5 separate regions of the Sus scrofa genome follow, and all the other regions are linked to region 4. A link is a contact called in public HiChIP or PLAC-seq and promoter capture Hi-C data. All regions are on one chromosome and are shown on one strand. The core of a region is the stretch at or near the end of the contact, and the rest is flanking DNA. Distances in the headings are between cores, read along the strand shown. Region 1 holds the start of CDKN2C (cyclin-dependent kinase 4 inhibitor C). Region 2 holds the start of ZYG11B (protein zyg-11 homolog B). Region 3 holds the start of SELRC1 (Sel1 repeat containing 1). Region 4 holds the start of NRDC (nardilysin). Region 5 holds the start of ZCCHC11 (terminal uridylyltransferase 4).

Region 1 (2,700 bases), core at 7-2,506, 870 kb before region 4:
GAACACTGCCAGATTCTTCCCAGTTTCAACTCTCCCTCTACAATCTGTTGCTAGATGATTATCCAGATATTGTTGGTGTGTTTTTTGTTGCTAATAGTCCCCGTGTACTTCAAGGAGCTGGGTATAGATGTTGCTTGAGGATATTATGCCTGCTATAGGCCAGTAATAGTTAGACCACCTGTCTTTTTTTTTTTTTTTTGCTTAGTTTCATTTTGACCACTAGGTGCACCATGCAGCAGTGCTGGATATTTTTAAGAGCAAAAAATATAGAAAGCAGTAGTTGATTAATCTTAAATAGCTACAAGAGGAAGTAAAAAGTACAGAGAACTGGTGTCCTGATGACTGACCAGGGAAGATACGATTCCTTTACATTTACATCCCCCAAAACAAGTCTCATCTAAGAAATTAAAGAACTGTGACAGTAAAGAAATAGTCTTGTTAGAAAACCCTTCCCAGGACTTATTTTTTATTTTGCTTTAAAGTTAGTTGCTTTTCTCCCTTTCCCCAAAGAAAGGGAATATTTCAAGTCCCTGTAACATGAAGGCTTCAGAGTTCGTCATGATTTCTTACCTATACAGTGCCTTCAGTTTTCGCAAAAAATAAATAAATAAATAAAATAAGAGGAAGAAGGCTATAAAAGACTTCTCCTTTTTCAGAGCACTGTTTTTGCTGTCATTTGGGTTTCTCCCTCAACCCCTGCAGCTACCTCTGTCCATCGTGGCCCTGGTCGTTGATCTGGCAGGTGCGAGGCCGCAGCTCTGGACTGAGAAAAGGAGGCCGAGTTGACACGGCTCGCGCCCCAGAAGCGGCGGCAGCCGTAGGCCTGGCTGCCCGAACTTCGAGAGCCTAGCGCGGGAGCGCGGAGGCGGGCCGGCCTGCCCCGCCAAGCCCGGGGAAACACTCGCTTCGGGCCAGCTTTCCGCCTTCCAGCAGCCAGACCCACCGAGCTTTGCTCTCCACAGCCTTAATTAACAAGCCTCTTTCACCCCACCTCCGCCCCACCCCCGCTCCCGGCCCCGGGCAGCCCGGGGTTCCGCAGACTCCATTCCGCCCGCCAGTGGGAAGAGGTCAAACCCTGCTCCACCGGGCCGAAAGCCGCTCGAGCTGGGGCCGGGCCTCCGAGCTGGCGGGTGGGAGCCAGCGCAGGAGACGGAGGGAGGAATGCAAGCTGCTAACAGGCTAGAAAAAGGGCGCCGGGCAAGGGGCGGGGCGAGCCCGGCCGAGAGCTCGAGCGCCGCCAGCGCGGAGGGCGGGGCGTGGGCGGCGCCCTGCGTTCCCGCTCCCGCGGCCAGCAACTCTGCAGAGCCTCCTTAAAACTGCCGTTAAAATGGGGGCGGGTTTTTCAACTCAAAAAGCGCTCAATTTTTTTCTTTTCAAAAAAAGCTGATGAAGTCGGAAAAAGGGAGAAGAAACCGGCACCGTCTCTGCAGCAGCAACAGAAGCAGCAATTGTTTGAGCGAAAAAAGAAGCAAGGGAGGGAGGGAAGGAAAAGACCAGAAAGGGGCACGACGCACAAGTGTCTGTAGGGGTGAAGGGAGCCGGGACCGGTGATTTGAGGGGGACCAGCTACAAAAGAAACTGTCACTGGGAGCGCTGCGGCTCTGGAGGAAGCAGTGCTACCCGGCTCCGCTCCGGGCACAGCTGGCTGGCGGCCTCTGCCCTTTCGGCGCCACAGGCTGGGGGCACAGGCCAGGGGACCGCGAGAGGTTGGCGAAGTGGCACCGGGCGCCGAAGCCGTTGGGCTTTCCCCGAGAGGGCAGCGGGACTGGCTGTGCCTTGGAATTGTGGCAGCACCCCATACTCAAAGCTTGGCCTGGGACCTCCGGGGACCCTCGCGATCTCCAGAGGACCTCAGAAAACCGGGAAAGGAAGGAAAAGAGGCGGCGGCGGCTGAATGAACTTCTGCAGTAGGAAGTCTGAACTGGCTTGGTCGTAGGCGGGAAGTTCCCGGTGGGCTGCCGTGTGCGACCGCGATGCTGCAGCGCGCTGCCTCAGCGGACCCGGACCCGTAGACGCTTCCCGCATCGCTCTCCCCCGTCCTCGCTTCTGGAAGCCCCGGGACCCTGTGGGGCCGGCATGACCGGCTTGCCGGGGACCCGCCGCGCGCCCGGCCGTCTCCGGAGACGCGCGCCGAGCCTGGCTCCCACGGCCTCTGAGGCTCGGCGGGGCTGCGGTAGCCGGGCGGGCGGGCTCCGGAGCCCTCCCGCGCGGCGTTAGCCCGCAGCTCGGCCCGGACGCAAATAAAGGCTCTTCCCGAGAAGCCAAGGCCACTGAGGAGCTGTTGCGATCTGTAACTTGAGGGCCACGGAACTGCTACTCTGGTTTGCTTTTGGCGATCATCTTTAACCCCCAGAGCACGTCAGCAGCCAGCCACCGCGGCGCTCTCCCTGCAGCGGAGGACGCACGACTACTCTTTCGGCGAGACGGATGGAGACCGAGTCCCCCCGAGGACCTGCCCTGCGGTTCTGGCTCGCGTGGCTCAGGTCACCACCGTGAACAAGGGTGGGTGAATGCCTTTTCTTCCCCCAAATGTCTCTTCTTCCGCAGTATTTTCTTCCCTGATCTAGTCCCTTAAATCTCCGCACACATTCCTCACAGAGATTAGCAGTGTACGTACGTGACAGCTCAGCCTACATTTTACGTCCAGAGTAATTTACCAGGAATATATGTGTGTCTGCATATCTCTCTGTTAATCACTAG
Region 2 (2,700 bases), core at 153-2,652, 820 kb after region 4:
GGTGTGGCCCTAGAAAAGGCAAAAAAAAAAAAAAAAAAAAAAAGAGAGAGCTCTGGAACTGGATGGTGGTGACGAGAGCACAACAAAGTACTTAATGTCACTGACCTGTACACTGAAGAATGATTAGGATGATTAAAAAAAAAAGCATCAATATCCGTCTATATGGACTTGCATTTCGTATGTCTGTTTTTAAATTTAATGTTTCTAGTAATTACTTTTTATTGCACTTTACAAAAACAGTTTTGTGGCTGATTGGGGGCGGAAACCAAGCCTTTTTGCAGTTTGAGAATTGCGGAAGGTATGACCTTAGCTAAAAGGCAAATAGCTCATTTGTAGTAAGGAGAGGAAGGCAGCGTAGAGCAGCAGAGTTAGAAGCAGAGCAGAGTCATAGGTGGGTTGGAAGTAATGGTGACTGGTGGGACCTTATATTCTCCTGTTTGCTTCATTTTCACCATGAATTGGAAGCGAAATCATCAGTGAGCAGGGAAGAAGTGTTGGAGGTTTAAAGGGAGAGATACAAAACAGTTATGTAGTGAGGTGAGAGAGCGTATGGAACTGGAGAAATGCAGTAGGATCGCCAAGCGTTAAGGGCTTTTTTGACGAAAATGATAACAAGCTAGGTGGAGGCCAGTCAGTATGATTTTGGATTTTTCTCCCTTCTACCCCGTTTGGCTGCAGGTGTAGGATTAGAGTTTCCTCAGGTGAGTACAAGGAAAGGAAAGAAGGACTGGAGAAGTGAAAGTGAACACCGAGGGATGATGGACAGTAGAATCTAAGCTGTTCATGAAAGGAAATCGGATACCGTGAAGAATAGTGGAAAGGTAGTAGGAGCACTGGATGTTGAGTTTTGGTAAAGTTGAATTTTTGGAGTCGGGTATTTGAGGAAGTGAGCCTGAGAGGAAGGAGGCTGAGGTGGGAGAGTTGAATGATTGAAATTGAGATTATAGAGGGGTTATCTGAAATTCAGATTTAAAGTATAAGCACGGAAATGAGAGGCTGAGGCAAGGGCGATCCCTAGAGGCGAGGAACCCGAGAAGTTAGGTCTCTAGAGGAATCATCTAAAAGAATTGAAATCACTAAGAGAATATATGAATATTCTATATGAATATATAGAATACATGACAATAGAAATGAACGACAATGAACAGAAGCACAGGGGTCTGTATGCAACCCAAACGAATGGCAGCTCTAGTCTTCTGTAGGACGTATATTTAAATCTCTAGTTTTTAAAGCACTGGTTATTTGAAGACGTGTGGCTCTTTTAAGGGTCTGAGAAGGGGAGAAGCCAGGGGTCGGGCGCGCGGGCGGGGGTGGGGAGGTTGGGGAGCGGTGGGGGGGCCGTGGCCAGGGCTCCTGGGCCGAGTCTGCGCAGTGAGGGAGGAGGCGGGGCCGAGCTTGTGTTTGCGGGCGAGGGCGGAGCCTCGGGGGCGGAGTCTGCGCTCGGGATCGGGCTGCGGCTGCGGCTGCTGCACTTTCAGCTTCCGAGGCGAGGAGGCCGAGGCCTGGGCCGAGCCCGGAGCCGCCGCTCGTCGGAGCCTCCTGGAGCCCCCGCGCCGGCTCAGCCTGGGGGCGGGCTCAGGCCCGGCCCGCCGCCGAACCCAGGACAGAGGCTGCATGCCAGAGGACCAGGCCGGCGCAGCCATGGTGAGAGAGCGAGGCCTGCCTGAGCCGCAGCCTCCCGCCACCCTGGCCCCCGCGGGCCTGCCCCTCCCCAGCTTTGACGCCCCTTCTGCTCCTGCCTTTACCTCCCCTCCTTGTTACCTCCCCTTTGGTGACCCACTCCTCCTTCCCCTTGGTCTCCGGCCACCTGCCGTGGTGACAACCCCCCCCCCCTTAATCTCTCTCCATCCCGGTGACACCCTTTTTAAAAATCACCCCCAGTGACAGCCTCTTTCGCGGTCCCCTTTGCCGCCCCCTCCTTGTCCTTTAACCCGACCTTCTTTTTCTTCTGTACCATTTTGCCTTGTTCTCTCTTTTGGGATCTCTACGCCTTCCCTTCTTTTCCTCCCTCTTTTTCGCTCCTGCTCCTTGCTCTCGCTTCTTACCCCCTTTCACCATTTTATCTCCACTGCCCTCTCCTTTCTCCCCTTCGTCCTCCACCATCCACATTTCCTCTCCCCCTTATCGGATGTCCTCGCTTCCCCGCTCTCACAGCTGTCCCCATTTCCTTCTACGGGATTCAAGGGTCTCAACAGGAACAATTTGAGGGCGATTGCTTCCCAAGAGCTGTAGGGCGGGCAGATAGAGATTCTTAGGCTTTTTTCTTCCTTTTCTTTTTTTTTTTGCAGAGGGAAGGGGGAGTTTGGCGGTGCTTCGAGAGAGCCTGCAAGCCTTATTTCCTAATGTCATTGCAAAACCTGAGTGATAGTGTGTTTTGGAGCGATCGAGTGAGGCATGGGGTGAGGGCCACCCTGCATACTATGGTCTTATGAGATATCTCGCCTTTGGGCAGAAATAACTTAAAGTGTTTTCGAATGTATTTTTATTTTGAGCATCTTTTAATGTGAAGGTACCGTTTGAGAAATTTGAAAGCATTTATGTACAGTCTTTCCTGTTACTCATAACAAATGGTTTGTTTTTGTTTGGAGGCAGAGACCAGGGCATCTGAATAACCCAGATCAGTTTGGCAGTCAGATATGACAGTCTCTTTAATACCTTCTATTATCTTCTTTTGTTTTGCCCTTTCTGCTTTTAGCTGGG
Region 3 (2,700 bases), core at 58-2,557, 790 kb after region 4:
TAGTTGGTCAGCTTCAAGCTAGACTCCAAGCTGTTGATCAGCATGGGAGTCTTGATCTGCTCTGTGTCCCACCTGGGCCAGTTCATTCCTCCTTAGGCAACCCAGTGGTCTCCCATTCCTGGGAAGTCACCATATTGATCCCAAACTTAGTGTGGACATCTGATCCACATGGCACATTGTAGCCCAGAACTCCTGGGCTCAAGGGATCCTCCAGCCTCAGCCTCCCAAGTAACTCCTGGGACTACAGGTTCATGCCACAGCGTGCAGCTAGACTGCAAGCTACTAGAAGACAGGCCCAGTGCCTTTTTTTTTTTTTTTTTTCTTTTATAAAAATAAAGTAGGCAGGAGTTCCCTGGTGGCACAGTGGATTAAGGATCCAGCACTGCCACGCTGTGGCTCTGGTTACAACCCATGGCCCTGGAACTTCGGTGTGCCACAGAAGAGCCACCCCCCTCCCCCCAAAAAAAAGTAGGAAGAAGAAAACCACTCCAAAGGTACTGGCTGCTCTGGGCAACCTCTCCTGCACATCGCCCACACAGGGAAGTCAACTCATGTTCCCAGAACACACTGAGCACACTCACCTCGCTGCGCCTTTTCATTGGGCCTAGCTCTGCCTGGCATGGATCTCCTTTACCTTCTACACTTTGTTCAAATGTCACTCTCATGATTCTCCCTAATCACTCGATTTAAAACTGCCTTCCTGAATTCTGGTACCTCTCAGCCAGTTCCTTTTCCCACTGCACTTATTAATTTCTAATATGCTACACATGTGTTTCTCTGTGTTTACTGTCCAGTACCCCCACTAGAATGTAAGCTCCCTGAGGACGCGGCTTTTTATCCGATCACTGACGTAGCCCCAGGGTCTCTCCTCCACGTGCCCAAACGCTTCTTTTCCTTCCCGCCCGGCCTCCAGGCAGAGCATTCTCCCGCGGCGAGCCCAGCAAGTCCTTGCGGAAGCCAACCGACCCCTCCCCGCCCCTCCACAAGGCCGTCTGTGTCCCACACACCCCGTGTCCCCGGCCGGTGACCCCTTCCAGATCCCCTCAGAGATCCCTCACGTGACCCGTCCAACTCCCGCCCCTGCGTCCGGAGCCCCCACGTGAACCTAGGCCGTGCTGGCGGGGCTCACCGTCCGGGTCCTTCTCCTGATAGCACTGGTAATTGCACTCCACCTCCATGTTCTCCAGAAAGGACTTCACCTGCTCCTCGTCCTGGAAGTCCACGAGGCCCGCCATGGCTCTCGCTCGGTCAGTCAAAATCACCCCGCCGCTCTGCCCCGGCGCGCGCCGTACGCCCGCCCAGGTCACGTGAGCGGCGGAGGGGCGGGGCTTGGGCGGGGCTTGCCGCCGAGGTCCGCCGCTCCCTCCGGCGGCCTGAAAGCCCGGCGCGCCGGGAGCTTGAGCTTTTCCTCTGCTCTCTGGCTGTTAGGCTTTGGCTGTCTCACCTTTTCCTCAGGTCTGGTAGCAGTCTTTCTGTAGCACTTTACTGTGCCAGTCTTGTGGCTTTAATGCTTCTCCGCTTCTGGTCATTTATCTCTCCATCTGTCCGCTCTTTCGTTAATTCGGTGTTGCCTAGGCGCCTACCATATGCCTCACCAAGTGCTTGGTGCTAGTAATACAACAGCGAGGAAGTATGGGTCCTGCCATTAAAGGGCTTGCAGTTTAGAAGGAAAGCTTTTGTTTATCCATTCAGCAAGTATTTTGAGCACCCATTATGGGCCAGCTGTAGCTGGACAAACCAATATTCTTAAGTCGCTGCAAGTGCAGTGAAAAGTCTGATTCATCTCTCTTTTCCTCCCATTCCCACCTTCTGCCTCCAACATGAGTGACCCAAGGAATGAATGGCTGTGGAAGATGATAGCCGGATCACAGTAGCAGTAATAATACTGTTATAATAGCTAATGCTTAAACAGGGCTAAACTTTGTTTCAGATTCTATTTGAAGAGCTTCCTCATTTAATTCTCATGAAGGCACTCATTGTGGGTAGGAGTTATTCCCCCCATTCTGCTGATGAGGAAAGAAACTGAGGTACAGAGAGTAAATTGTCCAAAGGTCACACAGGAAATACGAAATTTGCTGTGCAATGAATATTTTTTGAATAAAAGAATGAAGTACAAAAGGAAAAGTCAAGGATATGGGAAAGAAAAGAGGAATTTCAGCTGGTTTTTGCTTTTTCTTCTTAGAATCATCAGTTCCATAAAGCCTAGACTGAACGCTCTCCAAAGACAGTCAGTTCCTATTTCTCTTTGAGTCCCAGCCAGCCCTCGCCTATGTCCCTGAGGGGAGCTCAAGTCCTTGGTTTCCCAGCACCTCTAGCATTGCTTCCAAATGGCTCCACTATTAACCTATCCTTAAGGGCGTCAGAGAATGGACCACTTCCAACCACGTCCTTGTTAGAGAGTAGCTTGCTGAACCTGGGAAACGTCTTCGAAATTCCAGTTTTATTTTAAAGATTTAAATGATTTTACACTCAAGTCCATAACACATCTTTCATAGGATAACACATTCCAGTTGTCATTCCACATTTACTAGTGGTTTCTTAGACACCTGATCACCTTGGGAGATCCTTTAATACATCTCTCATATAGAGAAGCCCCAACCTTTGATTTTGAGATCACCTCTCTTTGCCTGGTCTCCAAGACCCTCTAAGTGCAATCTGACTCTAGCCTTATCTCCTGCCTCTTCTCCCGCATACCTCACC
Region 4 (2,700 bases), core at 130-2,629:
TCTCAATTTCCTCAACTTGTAAAATGAAGCTAAGCAATATGATCTCTCTTTAAAATAATTATAGTCATGACATTCTATGGAATAGGCTACCTGCGAAGAATATACTCAGGTGGGGATTGAGCCTCCAGATATTAGAGATGTTTAGAGGATTATGATACAAACCAAAAGTTGAGAATTGCGGGATGAGAGGAAACCTTACAAATCTTCTATGATTCACCCAACTGAGACTCAAGCCCTCTCTAATATATTCTTGGAAGATGTCACCCAACCATTCGAGCATTGAGAAAAAAACCATGGAAGTAAGTCACTTCATTTCAGGCCAACTCTGATGCCTAAGTTCTTTTACTGAAGCCACATGACCCTCCAGTAACTTCCACCCATTAGTTTTACCCCTCTTTCATCTACGGGCACCTGGAATGTTTGTGGATAATGATAGTATTTCCCTTAAATATCCCCTCCAAAATTAAAATCTCCAGCTCCTTGAACCTTTCCTCATAATACCAATACCCCACCCCACCCCCCGCCCATCCAGCCTGCTTTCCTCAGAGAAACCTCCATTCTTGCTTTAGCGAGTATCAAAATTATTCCAACAACCCTGCCCATTCTGACATCCAGATTCCTTGTGGAACCCAAGTTTTCCCCCTCGTCCAGCTCACACATCACGGAAGCCTCTAACTGCTCTTGACACCTCCATCCAAGGAAGCTTTGGGGCTGGGAATGTGCCCCTGGTGCTCCTTCGGAAGATTCGGAGACAAGAAGAGACCACAGCGGCCACTCTGAGGCCCTCGCCCTGCTTTCCTCCCTGGTCTAAGCCTCCTCCCTCACCGGTATTGCTTGGGGTCGCTGGGAGACTTGACGATCTCAGGGTCTCCGGCATTACTGACAGGCACCCTCCGTCCCTCCTCCTCAGATTCGTCGGCTCCCAGACGGGCAACCCGGCCGCTCTCGCCCAAATCCTGTCCATTGGGCTGCAGGTCAGGGCAGCTGCAGGTAGACTTCGCCTTGTTCCTTCCAGGCATGGTCAGAGTAGGAAAGGGTCTGGCAGCCGCGGAGTCTTCGCACCGACCCCGCGCTTCTACTCTCCACAGCGCCGCGAGCTCCCGCCCGGCCTCACACCACAACTTCCTCCCGGTGGCACTGACTGCAGCAACCGTGACTCTCCTCAACATTCACCACCAAGCCGGAGTAATGGGCATCCCGCTCCCTAGGGCCCTCCTCCTCCTCCTACTTCTCCAGCCGCTCCTCCTCCTCCGCGTTCCAGAGGCGGTGGCGGCCGGCGCTGGTGCTGCCGCAGCCGCCGGGGAGGACAGGCCTGAACCCCTCCCCCAATCCGGTCTCCCCCAAGCCAACTTCCCTCATCCCCCCCACCCTCCCGCCGTCGATGACGCAACTGACTTTAGCCAATAACAAGGCAAGATAGAAGTCATGTGCATGTGATCAACCAATGGGAACAAGGAATAAAAAAGAACCAAAGAGACCGGGCCGGCATCTCGCAGCACGCAGAGAGCTCTTCGGGACACGGAGTGGGCGGGGCGAGAGAAAAGAGGCGGAGAGAGGGACGCGGAGGACGACGGGAGAACGGCGCCTGGGAGGCTGCGCAGCGTTTATGACGGAAGAGGGGAGGTGGCTTGAGGTAGCAGCTGAATAGTGCTCCACCGCTCCGAGAGAAATATTCCCCGGATGAGAAAACCGCTAAGCGAGTGGAGAAAATTAATTTCCAGGCTTCCCCTCCCCTCACTCATGTCGTATTTTGCGTATCATGCCCCTCAGACCTGGGTGGAGTTTTGGCCGTGACTCGGCACGTAAAAAGCAGAACGCCGGAAGTGTTTTTCTGCAGCCGGATGGAAGCTGCGTGGGAGTGGAGCTGAGCGGAACCGGAGAAATAGCCGCCGTGCTTCTCCTCCTTACAGCTTGCTAGACCGTCGTGCACTTCGCCTAAGTGTTTAAAAGACCGGTGTAAATGTGTTCACTCTTCTATGCGAAAACATTTTGAGCTTCCCCCAGAGACTAGAGTCCACAGTTAGTGTTAGCCAACTTTCGCTGAGCAGCCACCTCCTGTCCCTTAAGTCCGTTTCCCCAAGGTTTTTTCCTGCCTTCAGTGGCCGTTGGTGGGCAAGATGTGATTGAAACAGACGTACTTGGAAAATAAAAAGCAACTGATGTGGTACTAGGTGTGTGATTTACTAACCTTGGCATAAGCAGTTGTAGCACACAAAAGGAAGAAACATGGTGAATGCAGAAGCACTTGAAGCAGAGATATCTTGATGATTGTTTTAGGTCTTTACATTTTTCTAGGCCTCCCCAGCTCCAGATATAGGGAAGACAATCATGAACAAAACAAAATTTGTTGCCTTCTTGGAGCATGCATTCAAATGGGGAGAAACAGAATAAAATAATTTTTAAAAAGTGAATGCTAAGGGAGTTCCCTTCATGGCTCAGGGGAAACGGAATCTGACTAGTATCCATGAGGACGCAGGTTCACTCCCTGGCCTTGCTCAGTGGGTTAAGGATCCACTGTTGCTGTGAGCTGTGGTGTAGGTCTCAGATATGGCTGGGATCTGGTGTTGCTGTGGCTCTGGTGTAGGCCCGCAGCTACAGTTTCAATTCGACCTGTAGCCTGGAAACCTCCGTGGGTGCAGCCCTAAAAAGGCAAAAAGGGCGGAGGTGGGAATGCTAAGACAAGAAATGATGATGGATAGG
Region 5 (2,700 bases), core at 11-2,510, 640 kb after region 4:
TCACCAAGTGTTACACATTTCGCTACTACAAGACTGGGGGGGGGGGGCGATCTTTGGAAACAAAAGGTAATCTGATCCACTCCAGCTAATTACTAAATGCATGCCAAAAACACACAATTCGAACTGCATTTCTGAACACTAAAGCGATTACAAAAAGGGTCGAATGTCAAATGTGTAAGGAACTACTTTTGTACCAAAAATATATCAAAGCGAAGATACATGGTACACCGAAACTAAAATCTCGCGCAAGGTACAAAATTCATCTAATTAAAGATTTGATAATCTTTTAAAAAGAAGGTGTTTAATCAACGTTGTTAAAATAGCAGTAATTCATCCCATTCAGGTACGGCTAGAAACCCCGATGCTGTGCTTCTTTCAGGTCTAAATATCTCATTCTTTTGCAATCACGATACCAAAAGGACCTGAAACCTCTCGCGGAGGCGTACAATACACTCCGCGAGTGCTGTATGTTTACAAATACCAATCTCACAGTTTCCCACGTCAAAAGCGTTCATTACCACCCTTCGACTGGGGGGCAAGGGAGAGAGAAGGCGGGCGACCAAGAAAGGAAACCCTCTCACCAGACACCTCGGCCTTCTCTCCACCCGACAAGGGCGGGCCCGGAATAAGTGTTTATTATGTATTATTTGCGTGTGTGTATTTATACATTACATACGTATATCTATGTCTAAGCAGGGGTGAAAAAAAGGCACACATGGCAGGGAATCCTATCGCACCCAGAAAATGCTCACTGCTATCCCGTTAACTCCAAATCCGCCGCCCGGGTCCACAGGTTTCGGCCCGCGGCCGAGAGCCCCAGCCTCACTGTGGAGTTCGGCCCCTACGCGCCCCGATGCCCACCTCAGGCCGCCCAGGCCGCCGCCCCTACTTCCCTCATCTCTGCCTTCCCCTGGGACACGCGAAGCCCATTCCCGTAAAGAAAGAAGTGTCAGGCCCCAAGGGGGCGGCTGACACGCGCTCGGGCCGGGCCCCTGACACCTGCGAGGCGCGGCACCTGAGGAGGGCGAACAGGGGGCCGCCCGGCCTGCCCAGAGCACACCCCCTCGGCGCCGGCGGCTGCGCCGCGGCCAGAACCTCCGTACCTGCGAGGCCCGCGAGCTACAGGCGCGCGCGGCGCCTCCTCATCTCAGTGGCTCCCGCTCCCCCTCCGCCTCCCGCTGCCGCCGTCACTGCCGTCGCCGCTGGAGGCCGGGACACGACGAGCTCAGGACTCCACCGCCATGTCCGCCGCGCCGCGAACTGCATTGTGGGGGGGAAGGGATGGGGAGGGGGAGGAGAGAGGGGGAGAGAAAGAGGAGGACCTGCTGAGGGGAGGGGGCCGAGGGAGAAGGTGGGGGGAGCCGAGGAGAGGGGGAGGGGAGAGAGGGACAGAACCCTGAATGGAGTCCTGACCCGGGCGAGGGTAGGCGATAGATGCCCCGGAGACCCCAGAGAGGAAGCGCCGAGGGAAGGCTTTAGGGGTGCCCCCTCCCTTCGTTCTGGGGGCCCCAGGGCACTGGCTGAACCGGGGCGGGGGACAGTAAACACCAGTGGGGGCGGGGCTACGTTCGGGGGCTAGAGGTGGCGGCGAGAAACAACGGGAGGGGGCCGACGTGGGAGGACAGCGCACTCACAGCCACGCTGAGGGAAGGGGCGAGCGCGCGAGGACACTCGTTAGCCCGCGAGGAGGGGGCGGGGCCCTCTAGCGTTGGGGGAGGGTCGGAGGCCGCTCGGGCTCGCGGGGAGGGGCGGGGCCACCGAGCGAGGGTCGCAGCGTCGGGCCCCGGTCCGGGAGCCCCCTGGGGAGCTCGGAGAGGCCTGAGGAGGCGGGGGTTGCGGGCATAGCCGCGCCTCTCAGATCTATTCATGGGCCTGCGGACCTCCCTGCGGAGGACCCCCAAGCGGGAAGAGGGGCCGAAAGCCTCCCCCGCCCCCAGGAAGGAAGACCGGTTTGGGACGTGCACCCTCCGGCCTGGCCCACGGGCATGGCACCCGGACCCTCGGCGGTTAGTGTGGGCTTCTAAACACCTGAGAGAGTAGGTGGACAGAGGAAGCCCCGGGGTCGTTCCCACCCTTTCCTGACCCCGCCTATGCTGTCAGCCCCCCAAAGCTGGAATCATCTTCTTTCAAGATGCAAGCAATTTATTTTACTTTATTTTGCTTTTTAGGGCAGCACGTGGAGGTTCCCGGGCTAGGAGTCAAATCTGAGCTACAGTTGCAGGCCTACACCACAGCCACGGCCAGATCCCAGCTGTCTGCGACCTACACCACAGCTTACAGCAACGCTGGATCCTTAACCCACTCAGCAAGGCCAGGGATGGAACCCGCAACCTCAGGATTCCTAGTGGAATTTGTTTCCACCGCAGCGCAATAGGAACGCACCAGACAATTTCTTTTAAAATGGAGTAAAGGAGGTCTGGAGAAATATCTGGAGCATCCCCCCAACCCCCCAGAGAAAAGATTTTAGAAGTCATTTATTTAGTTTCACATGGGTTTGGAATCAGCTGCCAACCATCAGCCTCCTTCCTCTCCTGCTTTTAATGTAGGTTCCTCAGCATACTTATTTAAAGTCGCGATCCGAATGGACTTAAGTTTTTGGGGTTTTTTTTTTTGGTATTTTTTTTAAGGCCCCAGCCTTGAAGATTATTCACCCAACCTCTAACCTCAAAGCTAGACAAATCACACAACTACAGTCCAACT

The links. Promoter capture Hi-C pulls out the DNA fragments that hold promoters and counts their contacts. HiChIP or PLAC-seq counts read pairs in DNA pulled down with a chosen protein or histone mark.
Region 1: a contact with region 4 is called in a promoter capture Hi-C map of fetal liver, with 5 times the contacts expected there. The contact joins the promoter of CDKN2C here to the promoter of NRDC in region 4. A contact is called at or near these places in 1 of 5 promoter capture datasets (fetal liver), 1 of 47 Hi-C or Micro-C datasets (heart right ventricle) and 1 of 2 datasets of contacts at active chromatin or transcription factors (alveolar macrophages).
Region 2: a contact with region 4 is called in an H3K27ac HiChIP or PLAC-seq map of alveolar macrophages. The contact joins the promoter of ZYG11B here to the promoter of NRDC in region 4. A contact is called at or near these places in 1 of 5 promoter capture datasets (fetal liver) and 1 of 2 datasets of contacts at active chromatin or transcription factors (alveolar macrophages).
Region 3: an H3K27ac HiChIP or PLAC-seq map of alveolar macrophages shows a contact between it and region 4. The contact joins the promoter of SELRC1 here to the promoter of NRDC in region 4. A contact is called at or near these places in 1 of 47 Hi-C or Micro-C datasets (embryonic fibroblasts) and 2 of 2 datasets of contacts at active chromatin or transcription factors (alveolar macrophages and skeletal muscle).
Region 5: a contact with region 4 is called in an H3K27ac HiChIP or PLAC-seq map of alveolar macrophages. The contact joins the promoter of ZCCHC11 here to the promoter of NRDC in region 4. A contact is called at or near these places in 1 of 5 promoter capture datasets (liver) and 1 of 2 datasets of contacts at active chromatin or transcription factors (alveolar macrophages).

Annotation. Positions count from the first base shown.
Region 1 is chr6:161,165,237-161,167,936 of Sscrofa11.1, reverse strand. It overlaps CDKN2C (cyclin-dependent kinase 4 inhibitor C), which reads left to right and starts at 1,256. Exons shown (of 3, transcript XM_003127980.4): 1 at 1,256-2,502.
Region 2 is chr6:159,479,319-159,482,018 of Sscrofa11.1, reverse strand. It overlaps ZYG11B (protein zyg-11 homolog B), which reads left to right and starts at 1,402. Exons shown (of 14, transcript XM_021096631.1): 1 at 1,402-1,644. The coding sequence starts at 1,615.
Region 3 is chr6:159,510,469-159,513,168 of Sscrofa11.1, reverse strand. It overlaps SELRC1 (Sel1 repeat containing 1), which reads right to left and starts at 1,307. Exons shown (of 4, transcript NM_001243594.1): 1 at 1,130-1,307. The coding sequence starts at 1,235.
Region 4 is chr6:160,297,780-160,300,479 of Sscrofa11.1, reverse strand. NRDC (nardilysin) reads right to left here and starts at 1,379. Exons shown (of 31, transcript XM_003127978.6): 1 at 826-1,379. The coding sequence starts at 1,169.
Region 5 is chr6:159,654,608-159,657,307 of Sscrofa11.1, reverse strand. ZCCHC11 (terminal uridylyltransferase 4) reads right to left here and starts at 1,260. Exons shown (of 29, transcript XM_021096643.1): 1 at 1,104-1,260.